2 separate regions of the Sus scrofa genome follow, and region 2 is linked to region 1. A link is a contact called in public Hi-C data. All regions are on one chromosome and are shown on one strand. The core of a region is the stretch at or near the end of the contact, and the rest is flanking DNA. Distances in the headings are between cores, read along the strand shown. Region 1 has its middle 180 kb from the start of MEIS1. Region 2 has its middle 180 kb from the start of SPRED2.

The links. Hi-C and Micro-C count contacts between places; a contact is called where the count stands out from the background.
Region 2: a contact with region 1 is called in a Hi-C map of skeletal muscle, with 7 times the contacts expected there. A contact is called at or near these places in 1 of 47 Hi-C or Micro-C datasets (skeletal muscle) and 1 of 2 datasets of targeted methods (skeletal muscle).

Annotation. Positions count from the first base shown.
Region 1 is chr3:75,799,338-75,805,253 of Sscrofa11.1, reverse strand. No RefSeq gene overlaps it. Among named protein-coding and RNA genes, the nearest start is that of MEIS1, 180 kb to the right of the region's middle.
Region 2 is chr3:76,344,178-76,349,704 of Sscrofa11.1, reverse strand. No RefSeq gene overlaps it. Among named protein-coding and RNA genes, the nearest start is that of SPRED2, 180 kb to the left of the region's middle.

The DNA of each region.
Region 1 (5,916 bases), core at 99-2,598:
GTGATATTTCACTAGATAACTAGCTGCCTTTCCTAGGTTATTCTATTTTTTTCTAAAAACAGGAATTCCTTCCCCACTCCCTTTCTCTTTCTTTCTTTCGACATCAAGGGGCATGAATGTGAGACACAAAATAAGGTTGGAAGAAACTTTCTTTTAATTGAGTATTTGCATGATACGAGTCTTAATCAAAGAGGCTTACCATCTTAGAGCGCCATGATGTGCTCCCTCTCTTCTCTGCTCTGGGACAGGATGCTCATTTACCATGTTGCCCCAGGGTTGTCCTTCCATCTCATTCAACCCTAGAAGGCTTGCTCAAAGGAGAGGTCAGTAGGCGCTTAGAATCTTTTGGAGATAGAGCCTAGTAATCATTTCCCACACTGAGGTTATCTGCTATCTGCCAGGGTTGTTTTCCTGAAAGATATCTGATCAAACTATGCTGCAGTTTCTAAAAGTACCCAAGGGGGTCTTCCCAGCTTTGTCTTCTTTCTCTGCTTCCTATCCATCAACTCAAACCAAGATAATGCCTGATCCAAATATTTCTTAAGTGTCAACATAGACCATGATGATTGGATCTATCATGAGATAAAAATCTCAGTTATCGTCTCTAATCCAGCTCATTATCCCAGCTGGTTCTACTGATTTCTGTTGCCTTGTCCCTGATGTCAGGATCCTACAGTAACTGCCGCAAATTTGCTTTTCTTTGCTTACTCTTGTTTTGACCCAGGCATGTTGTTCACAGAAATTCAAGTGATAAGCAAAGGAAATAAACTACCTTGGAATCTGGTTGATTCTCTGGATCTCTGACCCAGGACAGGGAAACATCAAACTGTAATCTCCTAAGATGTAAAATCTTTGAAAACTGGAAGCAATGAAATTCCACTTATTCTGTAAGAAAAATAAATAAATAAAGCACCCCCACACGGTAAAATTGAAAGTGTGTCTTCGAAGAGCATTATTCTTGTACTTCTCCGTTCAGACTTTCTGACACTGTCCTTCTATAATATAAAGGATTGCCTTTTTTTCCCCTTTAGAATCATGAGCATTCCATGCCCAAACACCTACATTTAATATTTGAAATTTTCCAGACCTCACCTGAGCTGACTAAAATCAACCTACCAAATTCTTTTCCATCCTATTCCCAGACAGTGAGAAGGGTTCAGCAGGAGGCTAGGGCCCAGCCTAAATCTGACCCCGAGTGGACTTCTCCAGGCATCAATCATTGCACTGGATGATACGGGATCGCCACTGGCGATGAAGCAAACCTCTGGCTTTCCCACCCATGACCTAGCCCAAGATGAGCAAGCACATTCCTGTCTAAACCCTTCACTGCAAATCGCCACGGCTCCTTTCATCAAGTTAATTATAGAACCGAAGGGCTGGAAGGGGAGCCCAAGACATCATCTGTTCCATCCCCTCAGCTTTCTGGCACGGCCACATTTAAATCATCCCAGACAGATGGAAATCTATCCGGTTTTTAAAGACCTCCAGAGCAGGAGACTCCACAAGCCCTTCAGCCACTTGCTCTGCTGTTTAACAACCCCTGTCAGAGAAGCCCTCTTTATCTCCAGTTTAAATCTCACACACCGCCCATTCAAGCCAATTTCTTCTTGTTCTGTGCATCAGCCCTTCACATATGCAGATCATTACTGAGGCAGCTCTCCAGCTTCGCTGAGCTGAGCTGGTCAGTTCCAATTCCTTCCTTCTCTTCTTTAAAATCCAACTTTCCAACTTGGAGCCATCTCTGTGACTTTCCAAATTTTGGTTCCTTTCCACTCAAGGAGTCACTGGAAATGTAGGTGGTGATTTTGTTTTTAAGGCAGCGCTTCTCAGATGATTTACTCTCAGGACTCTTTCTAGACTCTTAAAAATTAAAGACCCCCAAAGAGTTTTTGTTTATGGAGGTTATATCTACAAGTATCTGCTGTACTAGAAATTAAGACTAAAAATCTTTACAACCCTGGAATACTCAAGGACACAGCTCATTATCCATCAGGATGTTGATGCCACCACCTCCTGTGGCCTCTGGAAAATGCCACTGTATGATCATGAGAGAATGAGATGAGAAAGCAAGTAACATACTTACATTATAAAAATGGTGTAGGAGTTCTCATCGTGGCTCAGCGGAAATGACTGACTAGCATGCATGAGGATGCAGGTTTGAACCCTGGCCTAGATTGGTGGGTGAGGATCTGGCATTGCCTTGAGCTGTGGTGTAGATCACAGATGGGGCTCGGATCCCGAATTGCTGTGGCTGTGGTGTAGGCCAGTAGCTACAGCTCCAATTAGACCCCTAGCCGTGGAACCTCCATATGCCTTGGGTTCGGCCCTAAAAAGACTGAATGAATAAATAAAAAGTGTAGACTTTGCAGGCTTCTGAGAGTCTTTGGGCTCCCCATGATCTCTGGACCACACTCTGAGATCCTCTGCTTTATGGGAAGCATGGCCCTAATTCTTAAGGTAGAGCTGGATGTAGAGGCAATTGGCAAGGACTCTGGTCTGGTCTAAAGAGAGCCAAGTGAAACTATGCCACATTAGAAGGCAAAATAAAGGCTTTAACTGTCAAAGGCCATGCTCTCGACCTTAGAACAGTGAAAGAAACTGATTTTGAGAAGAACCAACTGAACTTTGTTGATATTTTATGGGAAAACATGGTCATATCAGAGCAGAAAGGCAGAGGGAGTTACTATTGATTGTGCCTAATACCCAAAGCAGATTCCAGAAGATTCCTCAGATGTAATCCTCTTAATCACACATGCAACCATTCTGTTTATTTACTGCTGACCTGGGCACAAAAAAGTTGTTTGCTGTGGAACAACCGAGCACCTCGAATCCCTTGCTTACCACGGTTTTGACAGTTGGAACCAGCCCTGTCTACTAGATCCTCCCTATCAGTTTTAAAGCCCCCTGGGTGATGGGGGTGCTTGGGGAAGGGAGATGGCCAGCCCCTTCGCAGGTTCAATCCCCAAGTGAATTACTTCTTTTCCTTTACACTCCATTGGCTAATTTTCTACTGTTCTCTTTCATACCTGAGAAACTGCTTTCCTCAGTAATTTCGGGTTTTAAACCTATTAACCTAAGGCTGGTTTGACATATGTATGAGGGCATTATAGATTTAGCCATCAAGCAACAAGTATTTATTATCTACTTCATAGTCCAAATTCTACTAGACATAGCAGGTTAAGTACCCCAAAGGGGTAATTCTTATTTTCTATCTTGAGAGACTTAAGAGTCTAGTTGGAGACAAAATAAAACTTAAATAAAACAACAGCTCACTGTAAATGACAGAATAGGATTGAGCTCTAAACTCCACCGTGCAGATGGAGTCCGATAGGAGTTGTCAGAAAGAGTCCCTCTGTTAGGATGTGAAACACACTCCACAAGATAAAAAATAAAATATATTGGAGTTCCTGTTGTGGCTCAGTAGGTTAAGGACCTGATGTTGTCTCTGTGAAGATTAAGATTCCATCCCTGGCCTCACTCAGTGGGTTGAGGATCCGGTGTTGCCGTGAGCTGTGGTGTAGGTTGCAGACACAGCTTGGATCCCTGGGTTGCTGTGTCTGTGGTGTAGGCTGGCAGCCATGTCTCTGATTCGACCCCTAGCCTGGGAACTTCCATGTACCCCAAGTATGGCTTTGAGAAGACACTAATAAACTTAAAGTGTTAAGGTGACTCTTGAGTTGGAGCTTGAGATGTATTTCTTCTGAAAACTTGCAGGTCCTTCAATATGAGCAGGCTGGCCCTGGTGTTTGGGGCCCTGGGGCCAGAATTCAAATGCCCCTCACCTCCCACCCCCACCCCACCTGATGCCTGTTCCATCTCTTCCCACCCCTGGCTCCATCCTGGATGAAACCTTCCCATGCATGAATGGGAAACCCCAGCAGGCAGCACAAACTGAGTCCACAGCCACATCTCACCATACAGCCACCCAGGCACCCTGACACCCAGCAGTGAGCACACCGGAAGCCACTCACCCCCAGGGAAGAAGATGAAACAGGTGCTGTGACAGACCCACGCAGACCTGGGAAGCAAGCTGAAGCCTTCCAGACAGAAAATTCCAGATCTCTGGGACCCGAGAGGTACCAGATGGGGCTGGTGGAGGCTGAGCTCCAGGTGGACATTCCATTGATTGCTTAGAATCCTCTCCTTGAAGAGGGGAAGAACCTGGGCCAAAGCAGGGTCTCTAACATGCAGGACACAGGCAGGATGCCCTTGCCTAAGAAGGTAGCTTCCAAGGAGAGGAATGCCAATATAAAAGTCCCTCAAAATAAACATACCTCGTATTCAGTCTCTGTCAATATTCCTTCAACTTACTCAGTCACACAATTTCTTCTTTTTAAAATAATGATAGTTAACTGTTTTTAAATTTTGTGTGTGTGTCTTTTTAGCGCTGCACCCGAGGCATATGGACATTCAAATGGTAGCTGCAGCCACAGCCACGAGGGATCCAAGCTGTGTCTGCGACCTATACCACAGTTCACGGCAACGCCGGATCCTTAATCCACTGAGTGAGGCCAGAGATTGAACCTGCATCCTCATGGATACTAGTTGTCTTCTTAACCTGCTGAGCCACAATGGGAACTCCAATTTCTTCTTTTTGAAAGAACTCTGTGCTTTGATTCAATTTTCAAAGTAAGGATGATCATAAGTTTTATTTTATTTAATTTACTTTTTAGCATTTATTCAGCAAAAATTTTTAAATGCACTTTCCTCAGAATTTTCAGAAGTATTTTGATTTAAGAAAGTGATTCAGACCTGGAGAAGTAAAATTTTTAGGTCAACTACTATTTCAAACTCACATCAAGGTTGAACGAAAGATTCTTTTTATAAAGTTGATCCTCGATTCTCAGTCTATTTTTAAATGGAATTATTCACTCCCTAAATTGACTATTTGTTTAAATTTAATATTTATTCATCAGGCTTTCTTGTTTTCTTGCTCGTCCTCAGACTTCTAATCTCACTGCATTTCTTTGAAACAATCTTTTTGCCTATAATTTCCCTTGACGTGTCCTGGCTCTATTCTCCCTCTTCCTTCATCATTCTGAATTAGTGCGATCTTCCTGTTCCTGGTAAGAAAAAAAGAAAAAAGAAAAAAAAACCAAAAAACATTCCGAGTGTATATACATGGAATATAGAACCAAGAAAAGATGTGTTAGAAGAAAATGACAGGCTATTTTTTTCTTGAGTGCTGCCTTATGGCCCATCACAGCATGGCCAACATTAACAAGAGTTGGAAAGAAATTTATTACTACAGCATCTTGTGAAGGGACGCTAGGGAGAGTACAGTCATAACATAGAACAAAACTTCTTCAACAGCCCATTTCCTACTAGAAAATGGGCAAATGGCTTGAACAGACACTTCACCAAAGAGGATATATGGATGGTAAATAATACATGGAGTTGTTCAATGTCATTAACCAATAGAGAAATGCAGGTAAAAGCTACAAGGACATATACCACTACATACCTATTAAAACGGCTAAAGTAAAAATACTGATAATACCAAATGCTGGGGTAGATTCAGAACAACTGGGTCTTTCATACATTTCTGGCAGGAACATAAGATGATAAAGTTATTCTCAAAAATAGTTGGACAGTTTCTTAGATGGTTGAACCCACAGTTACTGTAGAATCCAGCAATTGTCCTTCTGCATATTTCTCCTAAGGAAATAAAAAGCTGTATGTATACAAAAACATGTAGATGAATGCTCACAGCAACTTTATTTATAATAGCCCCAAACTAAAAGCAAGCCAATGGTCCTTCAATGAATGAACAGATAAGCAACAATGCATATGTACAAAAGAAAGCTACTCAGCAGTATAAAGGAATAAGCAACTGGTATGTGCAAAAATTTAGATGAGTATCAAGGGCTTTATGCTGAGTGGAAAACCAGTCTCAAAGTGTTACAAACTATATGA
Region 2 (5,527 bases), core at 530-3,029, 540 kb before region 1:
AGGAGGATGCGGGTTTGATCCCTGGCCTCGCTCTATGGCATAGACCCCAGCTACAGCTCCAATTCAACCCCTTGCCTGAAACTTCCACATGCCTCAGATGTGGCCCTTAAAAAAAAAGAAGAGAAATGAACTTGTTTTGTATCCCAAGTTTCTGTAACAGGTCATGTTGGGCACAAGCATTTCCCCATGTTATTACACACTTTATAGAAATATACATATTTTGGAGTCCCATTATTCAAAACACTCACTAAATTAAAGGTTATATGCCGTATCATTGAATGGCTAGATTTTTGTTCAGTTAACACTCTGCAGTTGGAAATTTAGATCCTTTCACTTTTCATTATAAATTATGATGAATATGACTGTGCATAAAGCTTTTTTTGGCTTGTTCTGATAATAATAATAATAATAATAATAATAAGTTGTATTAATGGGGCCCTTTCTATGTGCTTGATTTTGTGCTAAGCATTTTACATTCTTTCATTTAATCCTTACAACCACTCTATGATTGGATACTGTCATTATACTCATTTTACAGGTGAGAAAACTAAGACTCACAGAAGCTAGTATAAAAGTCACCCAAATGAGAAAGGGTAGACCCATTATTTGAATCCAGGTGCATCTGACTTACAAAGTCTGTGCTCCTGGTCACCAGCTATGCTCTTTTCTCTGTATGTGGAATTATTTCCTTAGCATTGTTTTATGGAAGCATAATTATGGAGCCAAATGTCACATGTTAATTTATAACAATCTTAGTACCTATTGCCACTGGCATGTTTTATCTCATGCTTATGAACATTGGGTATTACTATTAAAAAAAGTAAATTTGACATGCAAAAATAACATCTTATAGATTTCATTTGCATTTATTTGATTGCTGGAAAGGGTATACAATTCCTTACATTTATAAATGAGTTGTAATACCTCTGCTCTGAATTTTCTACCATGCCCTTTGGTTTATTTACCTAATGGGATCTGGGCATATTTTTTATTAATTTGTATGAGCTCTTTACATAATACAGATTTTAACCCTTTGTTACATTGCAGCATTTTTTTTCTGTTGTCTTCCAATTTCTGTATGATTTTTAAAGATTTGAAATGATTTACCCCCATCTAATTATTGCCCAAAGATGAATTTATTTATTCAGTGATAAATAGGTCTTGGTCTGATTCTTAAGCTTATCACAGAAATCTTTATTTGCACTATTTATTCTATTTCTTTATCTCTCTCTCTCTCTCTCTCTCTCTTTTTTTTTTTTTAGGGCTGCACCCATGGCATATGGAGGTTCCCAGGCTAGGGGTCAAATCAGAGCTGCAGCTGCCATCCTACACCACAGCCATAGCAACACCAGATCTGAGCCACGTCTACGACGTACACCACAGCTTTTGGCACCCACTGAGCAGGGCCAAGGATTGAACCCTCATCCTCATGGATGACTAGTTGGGTTCTTAACCTGCTGAGCCACAACGGGAACTCCTATTTCTTCTATAAGCACTGATTTAGTAGCCTATTTTGTATAAAGCATATGTTAGGTACCGGGGTACCAGAGAGTGTCTGTAGGGATGGGAAAAGGACAGAAAAAGGCTGCTTACCACTTCAAGAACTTCAAATCTAGGTGGCATATGTAGTCAGGGATACATGCAATGTCTCAAATAATAAAATGACACAGGACAAGACCCCATAGTAATGAGTAACAGATAAGTTGTACAGTTTGTGCCATCAGTTTAAGTGAAGCAGGAATGCAGCTATTACTTACATAAGTCTATTTATGTAACTCACCTGATCTTTGGTTTCAGATAGAGCAGAGTTCAAACACAGGTACTGACATTTATTTGCTATGTGATTTTGGATAAGTTACTTAATTTATGACCCTCCATTCTGAAAGATACTTTTTGGAGGAAAAGAAATGCCTCATCTAAGATCTAAATTCAATAAATGTGTGCCAGAATGTGAGACACTTTTAGGTAGCTGTGAATTTTAGGGAAAGATAATATTTTACTGGGCCATTCTGGAGTCTCTAAATCATACCAAGTGTAAGTTTACAACCTCCCCTGAATTCCACAGAGGTCAAGTTTAGAACATGGCACAGACTGTCCTGGTTACTTCACCTCATTCATGTAATTGATATTCACTGGCACTTAACCATGTATCAGGCACTACCGGCTATGGGGACTTTTATATCCTCTTTAAGATGTCTTATCAAAAGTTGTCCCAAATCCAGGATAAAATGATTTTTTCCTCCAAGCAGTTGAGGACCTATACACCAAACAGGTTTTTTTTTTGGAAGAGATTATAACCGATATCCACTGTCTGGTTACACGTAAGCTCCCAGTGGAAATGTCCGTGAATAGCAAAATGGAGCCCACAAGAAGCCCCTGCGTGGTCCTGCCTTTAGGGGCTTGTGCTTGGGGGCCTGGCTTTAAGAGCTGCTGTGAATTTTGCCCCTAAGGTGGGTGCTGCCAGCCCAGTGAGTACTACTGATTAGTACTCTAGACATTGATGACTAAACTCAGGTACCTCTTTTTTTTTTTTTTTTTTTTTTTCTCTTTTCTTTTTATGCACTCGTGGCATACGGAAGTTCCCAGGCTAGGGGTCAAATTGGAGTTGCAGCTGCTGGCCTACACCACAGCCAAGGCAACAGGGGATCTGAACCATATCTTCCACCTACATCGCAGCTCGCAACAACACTGGATCCCTGGCCCAATGAGCAAGGCCAGGGATCGAGCCCCTACCCTCCTGGATACTAGTCAGATTCATTTCTGCTGCGCTACAATGGGAACTCCAGGTACCTCTTTCTACTTCAACTTTTAGGCAAGCCAACTTAGCTTCAAGACCTAGGTCCAGTGATGGTGTGACCCCAGGGTTGTGGCCAGCACTACATGTCCACTTCTCTAGTTTTTTACTAAAACTGAATGTTATCAGTGTTTTAACTTTTGCCTGTGTCAAGTATTTTTCCATCTCAACAGACTTCCTTGAAGTCATTCTTAATGGACACATGGTATTCTATCACCTAGGACTGCTATAGTTTGTTTAACCTTCTTCTTACTGGCTATTTAGATCACTTTAATAGTTTGTTATTTAATTCTTCACAAAACTCAGCTTTATTATTATTTTTTATTGCTTTCTAATGAAGCCAGCACCAGATGGACTCCCACTGCAGTGTAGGGGAAATGCAGTTTCTCTGCATGTCAACAAGAGATGCGATGAGAATTTAAAAAATTGTTTGTCAGAAACTTTCCTTAAAAAAGACACATGCACCCACATGTTCATTGCAGCACTATTCACAATAGCCAAGACATGGAATACAACACAAGTGTCCATTGACAGATGATTGGATTAGGAAGATATGGTATATATATACAATGGAATACTACTCAGCCATAAAAAACAACATAATGCCATTTGCAGCCACATGGATGGAACTAGAAACTCTCATACTGAGTGAAGAAAGTCAGAAAGAGAAAGACAAATACCATATGATATCACTTATAACTGGAATCTAATATACAGCACAAATGAACATTTCCACAGAAAAGAAAATCATAGACTTGGAGAATAGACTTGTGGCTGCCCGGGGGGAGAGGGAGGGAGTGGGAGGGATTGGGAGCTTGGGGTTAACAGATGCAAACTATTGCTCTTGGAATGGATTTACAATGAGATTCTGCTGTGTAGCATTGAGAACTATGTCTAGATACTTACATTATAACACAACAATGGGAGGAAAAATTATGTATACATGTATGTGTAACTTGGTCCCCATGCTGTATAGCAGAAAAATAAAAAATAAAAAAAAAATTGTTTGTCAGTATGATAGGTGGAAAATTCGGGATTTCTTGACCTAATTTGCTTTCTTTGATCATTGGGGAAAGTAGCACATTTTTTGCTTTTATTGGTCATTTGTATTTCCTCTTGGTGAATTGCTTGTTCACTCTTTTTGCTATTGGTGTGATCATCTTTGTTCATATCAGCTTTTTATATATGAAGAACACACATTTATCTCTCTTTTTTTAAATTTAAGTATAGTTGATTTACAGTGTTGTGGCAATTTCTGCTATACAGCAAAGTGACCCAGTCACTCATATACTTACATTCCCTTGAACACACATTTAAATGTTAAGATTCTAGTTAAGAGAAAAAGTGATCAATATGCAAAGAATGCACAAATACAACATTGTCTTAGCAAGTGTCCAGCCTTGGTCTTCTCTAATTCATTGTCTATGTGAGGATTAGAGTGAGGGCTCTAAAATTCAAGTCTGATCCTGTCACCCTCCTTTTAAGAGCTCAAGATTTAGGATGCAGTCCAAATCCCAAATGTAGAGTAAGAGGCCTTTTATGATGATCCTACTTCCTCCTCCAGACTCATCTCTCCTAAACCTCTATATCCAATTCTAAGAGCCATTCATAATTGAATTACCTTCAGCTCTTGGAAAAGCCAACCCCCGTCTCTCTCCTGGGCCTCTGTGCTCTATCCTCTGCCTGGACCTCTCTTCCGATTCTTTTTCTGATAACCACCACCCATCATGCAGGTCTGCCATTGACAGCATTTCCTTTAGATCGGTGGTTTTCAACCAGGGATAATATTTGTCTCAGGAGACATTTGGCAGTGTCTGGTTATACAGGGGGAGAATTATGTTAATGACATCTAGAGGGTAGAGGCCAGGGATGCTGGTATTCTGCAATGTTCAGGACAGCCCTTCACAACAAGGAGTTACCTAGCCTGAAATATCAGTAATTATGAGGTTAAGAAACCCTATTCTAGACCTAAAAAGTCTTAACCAATCTTCCCACCCACTCCCTGCCCACTCTAAGACTGTTTTTTGTTTTTGTTTTTGTTTCGTCTTTTTTTTAATGGCCTCACCCATGGCATACAGAAGTTCCCAGCCTAGGGATCAAATCAGAGCTGCAGCTGCCTGCCTACACCACAGGCACAGCAATGCCAGATCCTTAACCCCCTGAGTGAGGCCAGGGATCAAACCCGCATACTCATGGATGCTAGTTGGGCTGGTTACCACTGAGCCACAATAAGAACTCCTGTAAGACTGGTTGAGTATTCCTCCCCAGGCTCCCAGGACACCCCCTGTGCTTACCCCATTCACAGACCTACCACACTATCATAATGGTTTTCTTGGCTACAAGCTTCTTAGGGCAAGGAACATGTTTTGTTACTCTAGGGCCAGAGTTGGGAATATGGTTGACAGAAGCACCTCGATATGGTATATACTGGGGGACAAAATGCCTGGACTTGAATCCTAAACTCTGCTATTTACTAGCTGTGTGCTCTTGGGCAGATCACTAACCTCTCTGTGTCTCAGTTCCCTCTTCTATAAAATGAGGATATTAATAGTACCTACTATATAGAGTTATTAGGAGGAATACATGGGTTAATATTGGTAGATTGCTTAGAGAAGTGAGTTCTTATATAAGATTGTTATATAGATGAATTCTTCTGGATAAAGGAAAAGGAATGAAATAAGCACTCAATAAATTGTTGTTGACTGAATGACCCGGGCGGGCCTCACTGTGGGT